Linked DNA regions of Mus musculus: all the other regions are linked to region 2. Evidence: chromatin contacts called from public HiChIP or PLAC-seq data. All regions are on one chromosome and are shown on one strand. The core of a region is the stretch at or near the end of the contact, and the rest is flanking DNA. Distances in the headings are between cores, read along the strand shown.

Region 1 (3,936 bases), core at 1,245-3,744, 760 kb before region 2:
AGAAATTTCCTTAAGGGCTTTTAAAAATATGCATGGAGGGCTAGAGCTTTGAGCCGTGGATAAGAGGGTTTGCCATGAGTTCCAAAGCCCAGCATAATACCTGTGCCTATGACCCCAACATTGTGATAGTCAAGGAGGTCTGAGAGTTCACTGGCCAGTCACCCAGAAAGAAAACTGCCGCCATCTTCAGGTTCTGTGAGATTCTGACTCACTAGAACAGGGCAGAGCGCAACTGAGGAAGACAGTCGGAAACTGCCTGTATAGGTGTGTGTACAAACACACACACACACAACAGCTGATGAAAAAAAAAAAGGCACTCCGCTTAGAACCTTGCTTCCACTATTCCCCGGTTGGCTGAGCAGACTCAGTATTTCTTCTATATAGACACTACTCCTCAGACATTTAAGACAGAGGCACCAGATTCTTCCAAGGTGGTCCTTCCTCTGAGCCGGGAAGTAAGCAGAATTGAGGTCGGGGATAAAGAGTTAATAATATAAAGCTTCTATCCTAGACAGGTTTAATTTCAGGGTGAAAGGCACACATTAACACATAAAAAGCCTAAAAGTCAAGATGACTACAGATGCTCACTACATTTTACAGGGATAACTTTTCTTTGGAATCATTTGTGGCATAGCATGAGACCTGGGAGGGAAAGGAATCCGCGGGCTAAAAGGCAGTCGAGAAACATTCCAGACAGATGGAATCCAACCTGCTGAAGGCCAGGAGGAGGTAGCTAGGTTCTAACTGTAACACAGGAATGGTCCAGAAAGAAGGGGTGGGGACAGTAAGGCAAGTTAAAAGCCGAATTTTATTCTAAAGACAATGGGACTCCCAGTGAGAGTGCCTTGGCCCGTCTAGTCTTTTAAAATGATCATATGTAACACAACTTTGTGCACACGTGGCGATAAGGACGCTTCTGCAGGAGCTGGGCTGTGGGGTGCTGACGATGGTCAAGGAGCAGTAATTTGGGGGTACAGTAAGCAAATCGTAAAGCTGCCAACGTTCCCCGAGCGCTCAGCTCTGCCCAGACACAATTCCAAGCGTACAGACTCATTTCAACCTCAAGACAGCCCAATATCACGGCGGTGTCCCTGGTGTGGAGCGTGGTCCACGGAGGGAGCGAAGGCCAGCGGCTCTGCAGCGCGTCCCAAGGGTTAGGAGCGCAGGGTCCGGGGCTCCCGGGACTCAGAGCGGAGGAACCCTGCCCAAGGACCCCGGCCTCGCCGCTCTCCTCGCGGTCCTCACCGAGCCCTGCTGGCCTTCCACTACCACATCTGATGGCAGCGGCCATCGCGCCGCCATGAGGAGGGCGGGCGCAGAGTTACCGCCGCCGCTGCCGCCAGAGCCCGCCCCGAGCCGGCGCCCGCAGCGGCAGACACCTACCTGACCCGCCAGGCCGCCGCCGCCGCCGCCGAGACTCCGCCCCGCGGCGCGCCCGCGCATGCGCGCAGTTCAAACTCGCCGGCGCCGCCGCCTAGCTAGCCAGCCGCTTCCCCTTCCGGAAGCCCCCCACTGGGTCCTAAAGACAGCCTCATTTGCCTGAGACCAAGAGGACCAGAAAAGAGCCGAATGAACGCCTCACTCTCTGCTAGTTTCCTGTTGAAAGAAGAGAGAAACAGAAAGCTGTGGTAGCTTCTCTCTCGAGGTTAATTTGCAAACAACGACTCCATTCTGGGGATGCTTTTAGGCAGCTTCAGGCTCTCAAGGCTAAGACAGCGGCGTGCTCTGGGAGATGGGTGAGCGGTAGAAAAAGACAGCTGCTTCAGACTTTAAAATCGACTGCTAGATAAAAAGTTAAATGAGCTCCCATCAGACTCAGAACCTCCTTTGAAGGTTTCTCCTTTGAAACGGTCATGTTCTTGTCAATCTCACTGATTTGCCAGAAGGGTAGAGGGTATTCCTCATCTTCTATAAAGATGTCTGGTATGGGATTCTTGTGCTGTTCCTTAAGTCAGCCTCACGTCAGGCATCGCCTTCCGGGGGGTTGAATAATCAATTCTGTGTAAACATTCAAAAAAACGGGACATTCCGTTTAATTGTCCTAGACACAGTGTTACGTGCCAGGGTTACCAAGAGGGCGAAAATAAACATAGTAGCTGCTCTGCGAAGGCCGTCCAAAGACTTGCAGTTTAAAAATGAATCTTGGTGTTCACTCATTATTTGTGTTTGTGTGCTTTTTTTTTCACATTCTTCGTGTGTCTCCTGCCAAATCTAGCAATGACACGGGTCAGAATAATCAAAAAGAGTTTATTGTAAATTTGGGAGAGAGCCTGAAAGCAATCAAAACGAGTTAAGAGAGCCCAGAGGTACCAGACCTCCCTTAAGACAAGAAAAATCGAGTAGGGGCGGGGCCAAGGTCTGGGAGCGGGCCTTGAGGCCCCGCCCCATCGTTAAACAGCGCCTTTAACCAATGACAGTACGAAATCAACGCCAGTGGCTCGGAGACTGACCAATGGGAGGAGACGTTGGAGTTGCGCGGCGAAGTTGAGTCCCAGCGGTGGTGGGCGAGGCCGCAGTGGCTGGTCTGTGTTCTCGCTGCAGCGGAGGAGACGCCTGGCTTGGTCTCCGTGTCGGTGGCGATGTTCTTGTCAGAGGCAGGCGCAAGGCCCCGAGCAGGCGAAGCCAGCGCCTCAGAACGCAGGAAATGGGTGAAAGTAGGTGTGGGAGCGCGACCCGAGTTCAGACTTAAGCCTGACCAGGGCCACTTCTGTCACCCCTCTTGGTTCTGGCATTGCTGCAGGACTCTGATCACTTCCCCGCCCACCACACTGTCCACGGATAATCACCTCGACCTCCTATCCGTCCCATCACCTTCCCAATCCCAGGACTGAGCTTTCGAGTACAGTTTATTCCAGCGGTTTAGAGGAATGGATTTGTCAGCCCCTTAAACTTGGTCAAGTTCCTTAAACTTTGGGGAGAGGGGACAGAGGGAAATCTTTAACTCGGCGGTTATATTGCTTGAGAATTAAAACTAGAGTACTGAAACTGCATTTTGAAAGCTCCACAACCAGGTTGAGTTTAAGATGTCTGTGTTTCTGGTTTCTGGCTTACTAACTGTAGATGTTTAATATTCCTTAGGTATTTAAAGCATGCGATGAAGACAACAAAGGCTACCTAAGCCGAGAGGACTTTAAGGTTGCGATTGTAATGCTGTTTGGGTACAAACCCTCCAAGGTTAGAACGTTTCCTCTCTTCCCCTCGTCTCCTTCTCTCTCCCTTCCTCTTCTCCCTTCTTTAGATGGGGCGGATAATGCTGTAGAAATGAATCCTAAGAAAACTGGCCAGGAATACTTTCTGATACCTGTAGAGCAAATCTCTGATTTATAAGCCTAAAATGCCTCCACCACCTAATTCCCCGCAAACCCCTCCCCCCTTTAAAGGCCCAAACAGGTGCAAACTAGGTATCTATGCCAGTAGAGGCAACAAACATCTCCACGAGTATTTATAAGAAATATAGGGTGGTAGAGAGTGGGAGTCTGGGAGGGGAAGGTGGTCTTGTAAGAGGAAGAATCCACCGGCTAGCTGATACGTATAGTAAAGTTTCTGGGTGGCTTTATTTAATTGGTAAAAGTAATATGTTCATACAGTCCACAAGATCCCTTCTCTTTACGCTAGACTGGGGTCCCACTTATCAGGGGTTAACCAGTTTCTTCTGTATTGTTCTACATACAGGTATAGGCACAATCTTCTACAGAAGTTCCACACTGTTTTATCTTAACATCCATTTTCCACTTAGCAACAAACCCAAAGCAAACCACATTACCATCTTAAAATACAGTTGTACAATATTCTCTTTAGCCAGTTTACCCTTTGTTGTTGTTTGGATTAACCTGCAAGCATTGTCTCAGTGATCATCATGTTACATCTACATACACCCATAGATCATGCCTTTTGTGGAATACATGCGCACATGTGCCTCTGGGTGTGTATGTGAGT
Region 2 (3,936 bases), core at 743-3,242:
AGATGGGGCCAGGTTACCTTTAAAATTTCTATATAATGGGAAAAATGGACTTAAGCCACTTTTGTTGGTGTCTCTACCTATGTAGAATTACACTGTACAGCTGAAAAAGATGGCTGCCACTTGGCTTGAATTTTTAACACTTTTACTGTTATTAAAAAGTCTTCCATTTTCTGCTTTTTATTTTATGTATGTGAGTGTTCGCCTGCACATATGTCTGTCTGTGCACCAGCATGTTTGTCTGGTACCCGCGGAGGCCAGAAGAGAGTGTAGATGCAGATGCTCTGGGATTGGAGCTATAGATGGTTGTGAGCAGTTATGTGGTTGCTGGGAACCGAACCTGGGTCCTCTTCAAGAACAACAACCATTTAGGCTTCTCTCCACTTTTTTATTATGATTTTCAAGTAAAGGAATATTAATAAATGCCTCCCTTGGGCACAGTTCTTATTGGTGTGTGAATTAAAAGTAGGGGGCAGAGAGATGGCTGGAGGTTTGAGAGGCCTTGATGCTCTTGTAGAGAACCCAGGCTCAGTTCCCAGCATCGTATGGATGATTATAATCATCATCAACTCCAGTTCCAGGGCATCACGAGCCCTCTTCTGATCTCCATGGTCACCGGGTACATACATACTTCACTTAACCACCCGTAGGCAAAACATTCAGATTCACAAAATAGAAGTAAATAATCTGGTTGTTTTGTTTTGTTTTTTGCTTAAGAGCCTGGAAAGCTAACATTGGGTCAGGATGTAGCTCAGTTGGTGGAGTACTTGCCCAGTCTGCACAAAGTCTTGTATTTGATATTGCATACAATGGGCTGTCGGGACACATGCCTGAATCCCAGCTGGCTTAGCGAAGGGAGCAGCAGGCGCTCACTGATTGCCGGGGTGGGCTAGCATTTGGTAATTGGCCATTAGTCATGAATGTGGTTATTATAGTCTTGGATAAAACACACATTTGTCTTTTTTTTTATTGTTTTGATGTGTTTGTGTATGCATGTGTGTGTGTGTGTGTACGCACATGTGCAGGTGCACATACATGCATACGTGTGTGTACAGGCCAGTGGTAGACATCAGATGTCTTCAGTTGCTCTCCACCTTATATTTTGAGATAGTATCTGTCCCCAAACCTGGCGCTTACCCGTTTGTTAAGACTGCTGTCCTGCAAGTTCTCAGAATCTTCTTGCTGCTGCCTCCCCCGGAACTAAAAGTGGCAGGCACATGCTGCAACATCTGGCTTTACCATGGGCCCTGGAGATTAGGTTCTCCTGCCCACATGACAAGCTTCACCAGCTGAGCTACCCCCCAACCTGAACAAAATATTTTAAATGGCTCACGTGTCTACTCACAGAGATGAACAGAGTGATCCAAAGGCAGAGGGAGTCAAGGAAGGCACAGTAAAGATAAAGAAGGCAAGCCTTTCTCCCCATCAGTGCTCCCGCAGTAGCTGTGGGCTCTCAGAATGAATCTTCATTGGTACCGATAGCCGTCTTCAACTTTTCGCAAAGGAATCCAGACACCAGTTATCAGAGCTCACACATCAGAGGTGTTTGTTTCAGGAAGCTGGTAGAAAGCTAAGATTGTGCTGCTCAGCCATGTGTCCTCCAAAATTGATTTTCTAAAGTCTGCTAAGAACAAGGGAGGCATGGAGGCGTATTTAGGCTCTTTTGGGTATCAATTCCCCCTTCCCTGCTGGTTTTTGTTTGGCATTTGTTCAGCCATGTCAAACCCCACAAGCCACAGTAATAAGGGGCTCTTGGTCTATACACATCTTGGCCTTGTGGCATAATCTGGCGTTTTAATGTCCAAGCATGTTTTTAGTGGGCCACGGGGCTACGGGGCCATGGGTTAAAGGCTCAGTGCTTGCGGTCTGTCTCTTTGTTGTGATCCTTACCTGTTTCAGGATGGCTGGCCTTTCCTCCCAGTTTATGCTGTCCTGACCTTTTGCCCAGAAGGAGCACAAGTACTCTGATGTTGGTGGGTAGGCGGGCTCAGTCTGGCCTGAGGTACCCGTAATAAGTATCATCCGGAAACTTCTTAGAAACCGAGTCCTGCCCCAACTCAGTCTTGGGAAGTCACGAGCTCTTAGGTAGAACCAGAAAGTCTGTTTTTCCCAGATGCAGGGAACTCTGAAGTTCAGGGAATTCTGAGGATCAACAGGATAGAAGATCTGTCTCATGACCACCTAAAAAGGCAAGCTAGGGCGGCCGCAGGCAGCCACTGAGTCGGAACATTTGCTTTTGTCCTTTGAGAAAAGGACCTCTGTTTGAGGACAAAGCTGGAAATGGACTCTCATTGCTTCTATTCTACGGGAGTCAGAGCATTGACTCAGCATGCCCCACCTCCCCTTTTGCTCCTTCCTTCCTCTCCCTCCCCCTCCCTCCCTCTCCCTCTCCTTCTACCCCTCCTTACCTCTCTCTTTCCCTCTCTCCCTTGTGTATGTGGTGTGTATATGTATATTTTCTTAAGCACTTACAAGACCGGAGTTTCTTGGCTGAGCCTATATTTTTTTCCTTTTGTGACTTCTCAGTTCACTGGGATGTGTTTTTTCTACCGACTTATAGACTTTAATAAAGTTGCCAGTTTATATATTTCCAAACTACTGCAAAATTTTACAATTTTATTTGTCTCTACCTTTTCTTTTGCGTTGTTTGGAGCAGCCTCTGTAGCATGCACATTTTATATTTTATGTAGATAAATGGTTGACCTTTAGTGTGCTTCAATTTTATGCTTAGGAAAGCCATCCCTGTCACTTAAAAAAGCAAACAACTATTCTACTGTAATTATTTTCTGTTTTTATTTGATACTTTTTAAAGTCTTAGGTCTTTGCCTGGAGTATGGGTAATGTGTATTTTCCTCAAATAGATAATCAACTTCCCAAGTTTTAAAAACATGTAATCAATCTTAGCCTCTTTTCCTGTTTCTACAGTAACGTCATATTCTGATCAAAGCAACTTGAGGGAGGGAGGGTTTATTTTAGCTCACAGTTCAAGACATAATCCATCTTGTCTGGGAAATTGTCTCTGCTATCTGCTTGCCGGCGCCATTTTACACAGTTCAGAATCCCCTGCCCAGGGATGGTTCCACCCACAACTAAGATGGCTCTCTCTGCATCAGCATCCTCCCCCATAGTCTCCCAGGTGACTCCAGAGTTTGTCAAGTCGACAGTTAACATTAGCTCTCCCGGAGCCTAGGAAAACGGTTGTGTAATGTGTGTTCACCAACAGCCTTCCTCTACTCACGTTAAACACCGTCCTTGTCATATCCTGAGTTCTAGACTCCACCTCACCCTCCAGAGCCATCATTTCTCCAACAATATTCTACCTTTTGTATACTTTCCTATAGGTTTAGGTGTCTGGTAGGGTTTCTTAAAAAACTGGGTTGTCTTGTGCATTTATTTTGCCAGATGGATCAGCTTTTGAAATTCCATAACAATTGATTTAAACACTGGCAGCTTGGTGGGAGAGAACCAGATACTGTGACGAATTTGAATCCAAAAGCAGACCTTAGAGCGCCCTCTATTTGTTCACTCCTCCTGAGCAAGTGATAATCTTCCCTGGAAAAATCTTACGCATATTCATTTGCTACCATTAGGTATTTAAAAATACTTTCCATTGCTAGTCTGATTGTTGCTAATAGGCATCTCATCAATTAGTGCGAGAGTAAAGGAGAGCTATGATCCTAAAGGGAAGCCAATCGTCTTGTATCCTGCTTATTTCTGATATTATTTGTGAGTTTTTGGTTGACTGCATTAGATTTTCTAGGTAGACCATCAGATCCGTATTATTTTTCTGCATGTAGCTGAAAACTAGATTCTGAACCAATTTTACTCTTTTAAACTTCCATTTTTAGAGTCTAATTTTATCTTTATTAATTACGTCCTTAAACTTTCCTTAGATGTACTCCATTCTCGTTTGTGAGTTCTGGAGTTCAGTGACAGTTC
Region 3 (3,753 bases), core at 996-3,495, 980 kb before region 2:
CACATATGGAGGTCAGAAGACAGCGACGACCCTCTAGAGTTCATTCTCTCTTTCCACTGTGGGCTCAGCCCATTAAGACATCTTGTTGCCCTTTAAATTCTAAATTAATTAAGAAATTAGCTTGCAAACTTACCTTAGTGGGTATATATATATATATATATATGCCCACTCTTAAACTCTTTCTTCCCATTTTCCTGCCTCCAGCCCCACTTTAACCTTTAACTCCCCAGTACTGCCTCTCTCTACTTTCTGTTCTATTATCTCACCCACCACTGCTCTTTAGGGAACCTTCCCTGCCCCCCCCCCCCATCTCATGGGCTATATCTAACTTCTTGGCTTCTACAGACCTCCCCCTCCCATCTTAAGACTTTTCCAGTTATGACTTAGAGAGACACTTGGGAATTTCATTCTCTTTCTGAGACTACATGGCAGTGATCCTGTCTGTTTCCTGGAAACCATGACTGGCTTGTGGCTCATCTATGAAGGAAATGTAAAGGAACAAGGCCTCAAAGGGTCACAGGTGCATCCTGGGACAGGAGCTAAGCAGCCACCATCTGAGCAGACCTCTACCAATCTGAGCTTGGCTCTGCCTGAGCCTTACCACACTACCCCAGCAGAGCTACCCACCAGCATATTTCTCTGTGTCCCTACAGGCGCTCTCCAATCCCCAGAAGACATCAGCTGTGTGTCCAGGGAAGTCCTTGCGGAGGTAGGATTAGGTGTGATGTGTAAACAGGAATGTTCCCCAAATGTCAAAACGTGCCACTTTGGCTGTCTTGGCAAAGCCTTCTTGACAGATTAATCTCCCTGGGGGAACCTCAGCAAGCAGCAAGTCCCTGTGGCATTTTAACAGCTGAGACACCAGCTGCGTCACAGATTCCAGCCAGCAGGGATGGAGCCATCTATGGAATGCTGCTGGTGTATGCAGAGTAGAGGCCTATATTCGGGCGTGTCTTTGGGCCCTCCCCCAGGCAGAGCACTGGTGTTGATGAGGTCTGGGTCTGCCAAAGGAGAGAAAAAGCTTATCTTCAGCTGAGCCTGATCTGCCTCAGCCCTTTCTCAGCCACAGCCTCATCAGCTTATTGCTCTTGTTGCCTTTGAGGCTTGAGGCTTGGTACTCTATTTAGTGGTACTGTATGCAGTGGTACTGTATGCACTGGTACTACATGCACTGGTACTGTATGCAGTGGTACTCCATGCAGTGGCAATATATGCACTGGTACTATATGCAGTGGTACTACATGCAGTGGCACTATGTGCAGTGGTACTGTATGCAGTGGTACTCCTGCAGTGGAACTCCATGCAGTGGCACTATGTGCAGTGGCAATACATGCAGTGGTACTCCTGCAGTGATACTACATGCAGTGGAACTACATGCACTGGTACTACATACAGTGGTACTACATACAGTGGTACTACATACAGTGGTATTACATGCACTGGTATATGCAGTGGTACTACATTCACTGGTACTATGTGCAGTGCTACTATATGCAGTGGTTCTACATGCAGTGGTACTATGTGCAGTAGTACTGTATGCAGTGGTACTCCTGCAGTGGTACTACATGCAGTGTTATTATAGCAAAACAGACAGAAGTGCTATAGCTCAGTGATAGAATACTTGTCTAATATGTATGAGGCTCCAAGTTCAATCTCAACATTGCAACAAATTTCCAAGGATTCCTTTCTTTGTATCCAGGTCTTAAAATGACTTTTAGTCACTTGGAGCCATGGCAGGACCTAGACTCACAGGAGGGAAGATTGAGCCTCCATGGGGCTTAGGGAGTGATTCTAGGACTCTGAGGGTAGATATGTATCTCTGGGGCTCATCTGGTTGTCACAACACATTTATTGAGCATTTATTGTGTGCACAGTAGTCTGGTTCGAGAGTTAGAAGACCTAGCCCTGACATTCAGGGGCAGATAGCTGGTGCCACCTCTGGGGTCCCAAATACCAAGTAGGGGTGACAGTGCTGAAGGTGACAACAATAGCTTCTATTTGATAAGTGGGTCCAAGCTGGCCAGGCTCTATGCTGTGCTTTCCTGTTCTACTGCACATAACAATGATGTCATAGAGAGCCAAGCTGTGGCATCACAGAAAAGAAGAAAAGCAAGCCTCAGAGAGTGCACTGGGTGGGAAGATGTCTCCTCACAGCGAAGAGGGAAGCGGCTCAGTCACTAGACTGCTGGATACATAGGCAGGAAGTCCACATTTCCATGCCCCAGAACCCACATAAAGAAGTACCACGCATGGCAGCACACACCTGTGATCCCTGTTCTGGGGTTGGGTGGGAGTGGGGCTGGTAGGCAGGATCATGGGGCTGAGAGATCCTGTCTCAAAATTAAGGTGGATAGTGATAGAGGAGGAGACCCAGCCAGGACTTTGATTCTCACATTATGGGCATGTGTGTGTGTGTGTGTGTGTGTGTGTGTGTGTGTCTGTGTGTGTGTCTGTGTATGTCTGTGTGTGTGTGTGTGCATGTGTGCACAGACCCTCACATGCACCACCCATCCAGCTATATAAACATATGGTCTCCCCCATCCCCCCAAATGAATAAATGTCAGAATGTGATCTCATTTGGAAACAGGGTCATATTAGACTTTATTCGTTCAGCTGGGTGGGTTAATATGGAGTTATCACCGGGAAGACCGATCCTTTATCCCTACGTGATGGGCGTTTTTAAGGAAGACTTCTGTTTCCCAAACTGAGGCAGACTATTGTAAGCCACCCCGACGGGGGGTGGGGGTGGGGGGTGGGGTGGGGGGGAGGGGGATGGTTTGTAGCAGAAGTTTTATGAAACAAACCAAAGAGCATATGTAAGTTGCCCAGGTCACTCAGCAAGGAAACGGGGCCCTTGGGATTCTCAAGCAAGCTCTGATCTCACTCTTTTATCTCATCACTGAGAGATGACTGGACGCTCAGTGAGCCAGTTGTGTTAGTCAGTGTGGGAGCCGAGCAGGAGCTGAAGTGGCGCTGGCTCTATTATTACATTGAGGTAATTAATTATATGTCGTCGTCGTCGTCGATGCTGCTCTCCCTGCTCTGCGTACCTCCCTAGGTTGATGTGGAGATCAGCGAGATAATGAACATCTTGTTCTCTTCCAAGACCCAGACAACTGCAAATTACATTATCATTACCAGCATCACCAGAAGCAATGAAATAAAGAAAAACACAGCTAATATTTTTCTTACACCCACTGCTGTGTGTTTGTCAAAGGCGATAATAGTTCATCCTGGTGGGGTGGGGGGAAGAGGAAGCCAACCACTGTGATGTCCCAGGAACTGTGACTTGTCAATGTCACCCATTGCTGCCTGGTCCAGGGAAGAGGAGAGGAATGAACCTGGATTTTCATTCTTCCCGCACCCATCCTATAGCCACGTGGTTTCTATGGCCCCACCTTCCTCCGGCTGGGTCCAGTCTGGTGCAGTTGCCACCAGCAGCTTCCAGCCCTTGAGCTTTTCAGTGCACATGGTGGTTGCCTTTGAGGTTTGGAGCTGTTTGTGATGTAGCAAAAAAAAAAGAGCAAACTGTCCCAAATGTCTAAGGACTCTTCCATCAATATCCAGGTCTGCAAATGATGCTACGGTCACCTGGATCCACAAATCCAGGGAGACCCAGGACAGCTGTCCCCTCGAGCATCCAAAGGGACTTGAAACAATGGTCACATGAGTGGCATCTAATGACTGGGAGACCCTTGGAACTCTCTGGGTCTGATTTTTCATCTGTAAAATGGGACTAAGAATATGATTGGA

Evidence for each region. HiChIP or PLAC-seq counts read pairs in DNA pulled down with a chosen protein or histone mark.
Region 1: an H3K27ac HiChIP or PLAC-seq map of large pre-B cells shows a contact between it and region 2, with 8 times the contacts expected there. The contact joins the promoter of Efcab11 here to the enhancer-like site in region 2. A contact is called at or near these places in 1 of 39 promoter capture datasets (neutrophils), 1 of 484 Hi-C or Micro-C datasets (bone marrow-derived macrophages), 13 of 115 datasets of contacts at active chromatin or transcription factors (the NIH/3T3 cell line, bone marrow-derived macrophages, embryonic basal ganglia and 9 more) and 3 of 9 other capture datasets (adipose tissue, embryonic stem cells and macrophages).
Region 3: a contact with region 2 is called in an H3K27ac HiChIP or PLAC-seq map of large pre-B cells, with 6 times the contacts expected there. The contact joins two enhancer-like sites. A contact is called at or near these places in 4 of 115 datasets of contacts at active chromatin or transcription factors (embryonic limb bud, large pre-B cells, microglia and 1 more) and 1 of 9 other capture datasets (embryonic stem cells).

The regions. Positions count from the first base shown.
Region 1 is chr12:99,882,000-99,885,935 of GRCm38.p6, reverse strand. Efcab11 (EF-hand calcium binding domain 11) reads left to right here and starts at 2,494. Exons shown (of 6, transcript NM_030172.2): 1 at 2,494-2,654; 2 at 3,079-3,174. The coding sequence starts at 2,580. It overlaps Tdp1 (tyrosyl-DNA phosphodiesterase 1), which reads right to left and starts at 1,418. Exons shown (of 16, transcript NM_028354.5): 1 at 1,384-1,418.
Region 2 is chr12:99,118,152-99,122,087 of GRCm38.p6, reverse strand. No RefSeq gene overlaps it. Among named protein-coding and RNA genes, the nearest start is that of 4930474N09Rik, 43 kb to the left of the region's middle. Within about 2 kb of position 1,992, at least 8 of the 459 cell types and tissues checked have an H3K27ac peak or open chromatin away from gene starts, as enhancers often do.
Region 3 is chr12:100,097,718-100,101,470 of GRCm38.p6, reverse strand. No RefSeq gene overlaps it. Among named protein-coding and RNA genes, the nearest start is that of Psmc1, 11 kb to the left of the region's middle. Within about 2 kb of position 2,245, at least 33 of the 459 cell types and tissues checked have an H3K27ac peak or open chromatin away from gene starts, as enhancers often do.